Regions from separate parts of the Macaca mulatta genome. Here region 2 is linked to region 1. Evidence: chromatin contacts called from public Hi-C data. All regions are on one chromosome and are shown on one strand. The core of a region is the stretch at or near the end of the contact, and the rest is flanking DNA. Distances in the headings are between cores, read along the strand shown.

Region 1 (3,258 bases), core at 577-3,076:
TTCCTTCCTTCCTTCCTTCCTTCCTTCCTTCCTTCCTTCCTTCCTTCCTCCCTCCCTCCCTCCCTCCCTCCCTCCCTCCCTCTCTCTCTTTCTCTCTTTCTTCTGTCTTTTCTTTCTCTTTCTTTTTTGAAACAGAGTCTCGCTCTATCCCCCAGGCTGGAGTGCAATGGTATGATCTTGGCTTACTGCAACCTCTACCTCCTGGGTTCAAGTGATTCTCATGCCTCAGCCTCCCAAGTAGCTGGGATTACAGGTGCCCACCACATCCGGCCAATTTTTGTATTTTTGTAGAGACAGGGTTTCACCATGTTGGCCAGGCTGGTCTCGAACTTCTGGCTTCAAGTGATCCACCCACTTCGGCCTCCCAAAGTGCTGGGATTATAGGCATGAGCCACTGCCTATCTTTTTTTTTTTTTTTTAATAGAATGGGAAACAAAAACTTACCTTGGAAAATCATTTTTACTGAAATGTTGATTAAAAAGTAACACTTCCTGTATCTTCCAAAGCTGACCAGACACACACCCGGGCCCTGCCATCCCTGCCCTAGGTATTCACCCAACAGAAACGCATTCATATGTTCACAAAACACAGGAACTAGAATGTTCATAGTGGCACTATTCACCATAGCCAGGAACTGGAACCTCCCCAAATGTCCATCAGCAGTAACATGGGTGAATACATTTTAACAGAGTCACACAATGGCAAGCTACCAGCAATGGGGACGAACAGCCCTTGACTGCCTGTGAGAGTACGGACAAACCTCACAAACATAATACTGAACAAAAGAAACCAGACACAAAACGGCACCCACTGTATCCTCATACAGTTCACAGAGCACTACTGTGCTCCATCTACACACAGTTCAGAAGCAGGCCAGAGTGCCTGTGGGCTGAGTAAGGAGAGAGGCTGGACTCGGGGATAGTAGGCGGAAGGGGTCTTGGGTGCCGGTGAGGTGCTGTTTTTCAATTTGGGTGCTGGTTGTATGGGTATGCAAAGCATGTGCAAATTCTTTCAGTGGTACACTTTGATTTGTGCAATGTTCTGTGTGTGTGCTTAACTTCCATTTTAAAAAGTGTTTAAAATAAAAGTCATGTCTCTTGGAGCAGGTTAAATCCACCTCCCTTTTCTGTCCAAGGGCAGGTGGAGAGCAGGTGGCTGGCCTCCCTGGGGCACAACCACGTGTCCCCTCGTGGGTGCTACCAGAGTCCCTCCCCAGCTTGAGACTCCTGAAGCCCCAGACTCAGGGATTTTCTTTTCACTGAGCTCTGGTAAGTCCCACCATCACAGACCAGGCCTGTGTGGGCCCCAGAAGCAGGACCAGTGTTAGCTGCAGCCTGGCCCTCACTGGCTGAGTTACTCCGGGCCTCCCTTGCCATTGGCCACCACAGGCTTGGTGCGGAGGCGAGAGTGCAGGGGCGCAAGCCGCCTGGGTCCCCGGGTTGTGACCGTTGGCCTCCCTCCACCTTCTTGCCCCTGGTCGGGGGTGGCAGTGGGGCTGCCGGTGCTCCAGGGTCCCCAGCCTCTCCCCACCCTCCGCAGAGGGCAGGGAAGCCCTGGACCTAGTCTGACCTTGCGCGCCAGCCCCAGAGGTCGCCGCGCTCTGCTGTCGGGGTTCAGGTGCCCGCGGTCGGGCAGGGGAGGGCGGTAATTAAGCCGGCCCGGCGGCCGGCGAGGGGCGCGGGTCCAGCGCGCTGCCCTCCGCCGCCGCCCGGAGCGGTTATTTATAACCGCGGGTCGCGTTACCTCCTGACCTTAAGCTGGGGCCGGCGATCTGCAGCGATTAGCATCTATCTCCTCCCCGCCGCCCGCTGCGAACAAACACCCCTCTGTGCGCCCTCCCCGGCCCGCCCCGCGGGAGGCCCTGCAGGAAGCAGGATGTTGACCCGGAGCCTCCCTGCGCTCCTGCGGCGGCCCCGCCACGTGTGAGTGGCGGGCGGTGGAGTGCGGGTGGTGGGGAGAGGGGGAGCAGGAGCTTCCCGAGTGACCAATGTCCTGGTCTATTCTGAGTGACTCCCTTATTTACAATATAGGGCTCCCCAGCCCGGGTCTGCCCAAAGGGGTGCCGTCTCCTAAGCCAGTGGGGACCAGCCAACCCTGGTTGCGGCAGCACCTGCACAGGTGGTCCCAGAATCACAGGCTGCAGACGGCATCCTCCATCAGCCAGGCCGTCGTTGCTCGATGGTAGCTAAAGGCCAGCGGGAAAGGTGGCTGCATCGGGGTCCCACAGCCATCCACGGCGGACCCCGACTCCTGCCTGGTTTTCCCCGTTGGCTCCCAGAACTCCTGATTCTGGTCTGGAGAAGCCTCGTGAAAGGAGGCTGGGGTTGGAAGATTGGCCCATTCATTCAACACATTTTTATGATATGTATTTATTTTTGAGACAGGGTCTTGCTCTGTCAACCCAGGCTGGAGTGCAGTGGTGGGATCAAAGCTCACTGCAGCCTCAAACTCCCAGGCTCAAGTGAGCCTCTTGCCTCAGTCTCTGAGTAGCTGACTACAGGTATGCGCCACCATGCCCAGCTAATTGTAAAATTTTTTGTAGAGAAGGTTTTGCTATGTTCCCCAAGCTGGTCTCGAACTTCTGGCCTCAAGTGATCCTCCTGCTTTGGCCTCCCAAAATGTTGGGATTACAGGCATGAGCCACTGAGCGCCTGGACCATTCAAAACTTTTTTTTTTTTTTGAGTCGGAGTCTCACTCCGTCGCCCAGGCTGGAGTGCAGTCGTATGATCTCAGCTCACAGCAACCTCTACCTCCTGAGTTCAAGCAATTCCCCTGCCTCAGTCTCCTGAGTAGCTGGGACTACAGGTGCCTGCCACCACGCCTGGCTAATTTTTGTATTTTTAGTAGAGATGGGGTTTCACCATATTGGCCAGGCTGGTCTCGAACTCCTGACCTTGTGATCCGCCCGCCTTGGCCTCCCAAAGTGCTGGGATTACAGGCGTGAGCCACTGTGCCCAGCCTCAACACCTCTTTTTAAAGGTACCTGCTAGGTGCCAGGCACCTTGCCAGGCAAAAATCCTTATCCTGTGGAGTTGACAGTCCAAGAGAAAAAGTCCTTCCCTGGAGCCTGGGGCTCTGTGATGGAGGCAGTTGCTGAGGGCCTTGATGTGTGAGTCCTGGGGAGGGAGACTGAGGCAGGGAGTGGGAGGGCTGGGCTGATGATGCATTGTAGAACTGCAGCCTGCGCTGGGTATTTGCTGAGCAAGGCCAAGGCTATGTGAGACACTAACATCCTGGGCCTGTGAAGGCGTAGGCCC
Region 2 (2,950 bases), core at 208-2,707, 76 kb before region 1:
GCAACGACACAAATTAAAACTATTGATTATTCTGTTTAAAGGCCAGGGTTTCTGAGTTTTAGTCTGATTTTTAAAAACCTCCGTCCGTCCTCCCTCCCTCCCTCCCTCCCACGGTAACAGCCGGAGAAGCAAGTATGGTAAGGTCGACCTTTAAACGTTTGCTGGATCAGCACTGGGTGGGGATAAGAAAAGATCAAGGGCAAACAGAAGATATTTGCGAAAGGGATCTATTTGCACACTGAAGTTGATTTAAAAGGACGTTTAAAAATCAAGTTGGTTTTAATTCGTCTGTTCTATTTTCCATATTCGTGGTAACAAAGGGAAAAAGAATCCCTGGCTGCCCCCAAACTAAAAACACTTTCCAAGTCAAAAGCCTGAGTGCCGGCAGAGGCAGCTGATTAAGCCCAATTGCTTGAAGGTGCAGCCAAGCAAAATTCAGGCTCGGTGGAAGGTAGTTACAAAGCAACGCCTTAAGACAGGCAGGAGTGTGAAGAATTACATAAACAGCCAGTTAGATCTCATTAGATTTCTGCTCACAGCCCTCGGAGCCCAAGCGCTACAGCAGCAGCAACAGCAAGAGGAGGTGGAGGTGGAGGAGGAAGAGAGTACGAGCCTCCTAGGAGGAGGAGGAGGAGGAGGAGGAAGGCCCGGGAAATGGAAGAGCAACCTCTCCCGGCTGGGCACCCAGCACCGAGCAGGTCGGGGCGCCGGGTCAGCCGCTCCCCTCCCCCGCCGTAACCCGACCCGCCGCTCCCCGCCCCCCGGCACCCGCCCCGGGCTCCTGGGACCCGGTCAGAGCCTGGGGGAGCACCGGTTCCCCGGCACCATTTTCAGCCTCGCGGCCACCGGCCCCTCGAACCCCAGCGTTCCACCGCGAGCTCGTCGCTCCCCTGGGCGCCCCAACCCCCCGATTCCCGTCAGCACGCCCCGGGCCGCCCGTCCCCGGTCAACTGCCCGAGCCGAGTCCGACGCGTCGGTGGCCCCTCGGAGCCGCTCCCCTCGGGTCCCGGCGCTGCCCCCTCGGCGCCCAGGGCCGCGACCCCGCCGTCCCCGAGCTCCCGAGGGCCCGGAGCTCGACGCCGCTGCAGCCCCTCCTCCGCCGCCTGGGCCCGGGGCTCCTGTCTCCTTGCCAACCCCGCCCGGCGCCCCGAGATACTTACGGGCTGCTTCGGGGCGGCTTGGACCACAGACCCGCGGCTGGGCGGGGAGCAGCGCGACAGGGCGGGGGCGCGGGAGGGTCGGGAGCGGCGAGCTCGCCGAGTGCAAGACGTCGCCGCTGCGGGGCTGAGGGCAGAGGACGGAGGCCTCGGGCGGGCCTTGGGAACTCGCCGATGGTGGCTCGGGGTGGCGGGCACGGGGGTCAGACGAGCGCGCTCACTTCTCCACACAGCCCGGTGCCCGGCCCAGCGTCCCCGTAGTGCGCCCGCTCCACGCCGGGCCAGAGCTTCGCTCCTTCTGCCGCGGCGCGCGCCCCGCCTCTCGTTTTATGGCCTCCTCCCCGCCCCCATCCCCCTCCGTCGAGGTGCGCGCGCCCGCCAAGCGTCACACAGCTCCCGCGGCGCAGCCATTCCCCGCGCTCCCCGCCCCGCACCCCGGTCCCCCGCCGGCCGGCTCCGCCCCTGCCCTGCCCCCCGACGCCATTGGCCAAGTCCCGCCTGCCCCTGTCCGGACGCGCGGTGGACGCAGGGGTGGGGAAGCCGCACCCTCCGGGCTCCAGGAGGGCCAATGAACCGACAATCGGAGCACTGGGGACGGAATGAAGAGAACGTTTGGAAAGGGACTGTGGGGGGAGACGTGCCAAAGAGAGAAAGGGGTGGGGTAGGGCGGCTGACGCCCGGTTTAGGCGGAGAGCGCCGGGCAGAGGGGGAGGAGGGCGAAGCCGGTGGCGAAGCGGCCAAGGAGAACCGGGGCTGGAGGAGCCCAGGACTCCGGGAGGGCGGCAAGGGTACCCAGAAAATGCCCTTTCCGCGTGGGGCTGCAGCCAAGGAGGATCCCGCTCGTGGAATAGCTACTAAATCAGCCTCCAGCCCACCCCAGGGCGGGGTAGAGAAAGGGCAAACTGTGACCGGGATTCGTGCACCCGATTAATTGAATATTAATCACCCTAAGGCCTAGGCCAACCGCCACCCAGACAGTGGCAGCTGCAGAACCCAAAGCCGTGGAGCCGGGCTGGGGGTGGGGAAGGGAGGCCGCCACAGCTCCCGCCCCGCCGGCAGTTTAACTGCTTCCGCAGCCTCAGGCCTCCCGGTGAGACCCTGGCTGCGACTCGGATCCGTTTATTCCAAATGTCCCAGCCCACGCCGTGCCCAGGGTGTGGCGACACGAGGCCAAATTGCGTATGTATCTGTGTCCATGTCTACACACACACGCATGTGTGCATTTCTAGGGCTTGCTGGAACGCAGGTGCACAGAATAAACGCGGTGCCTGCCTGTAGAGTGCGTTTAAAATCATTCTCTGCTGAAATATGTGCGGGTACCTAGGGAGTGGGGTAAGAGAGGGACTCGTGGCGGGGGGCGGGTAAGTGCCTTTTTCACAACCTGCCCCAGAGAAATACACGAAATTACATCGAGAGTGGAATCGAGCGTCCCTCTCAGCTAAAAATACTACTCACAGGTAGCAACGACGCCTGATTGGCCGCGCTGGTCCCTTCGCAACCAAGCGATTGGCTGCCTGGTATCCAGGAGACCGACGTCAAACTCCGACTGGGAAAAGGGGAAAGTTGGCGGGGAACGAAGGAGGGGATGGGGAGAAAGAAGCAATGAATGAAACGCCCATCGCCTGGCCTTCCCCTTTCCCCTTTCCCCTTTCCTCTCCATTCTTGGAGCACTTCCTGGGAAAACACCCGTTGGGGCGCCGCCTTCCCCTCCAAACGGGGCCTGCACTCTCAACCTGCTATAAGGAAGTTAAACCGCAGCTCACCGAGGAGTAGAGTGTCTACGGTGCGGGCCC

The links. A called contact is a pair of places that touch in the nucleus more often than the background predicts.
Region 2: a Hi-C map of CD4 T cells shows a contact between it and region 1, with 4 times the contacts expected there. The contact joins the promoter of TOB1 here to the enhancer-like site in region 1. A contact is called at or near these places in 7 of 14 Hi-C or Micro-C datasets (CD4 T cells, blood, cortical neurons and 4 more).

Annotation. Positions count from the first base shown.
Region 1 is chr16:59,068,364-59,071,621 of T2T-MMU8v2.0, reverse strand. No RefSeq gene overlaps it. Among named protein-coding and RNA genes, the nearest start is that of TOB1, 76 kb to the left of the region's middle. Within about 2 kb of position 1,826, at least 12 of the 40 cell types and tissues checked have an H3K27ac peak or open chromatin away from gene starts, as enhancers often do. A contact at or near this core is called in CD4 T cells, where this site is marked.
Region 2 is chr16:59,144,450-59,147,399 of T2T-MMU8v2.0, reverse strand. It overlaps TOB1 (transducer of ERBB2, 1), which reads right to left and starts at 1,457. Exons shown (of 2, transcript XM_077971138.1): 1 at 1,161-1,457. LOC106993998 (a long non-coding RNA gene) reads left to right here and starts at 2,805. Exons shown (of 2, transcript XR_013406503.1): 1 at 2,805-2,940.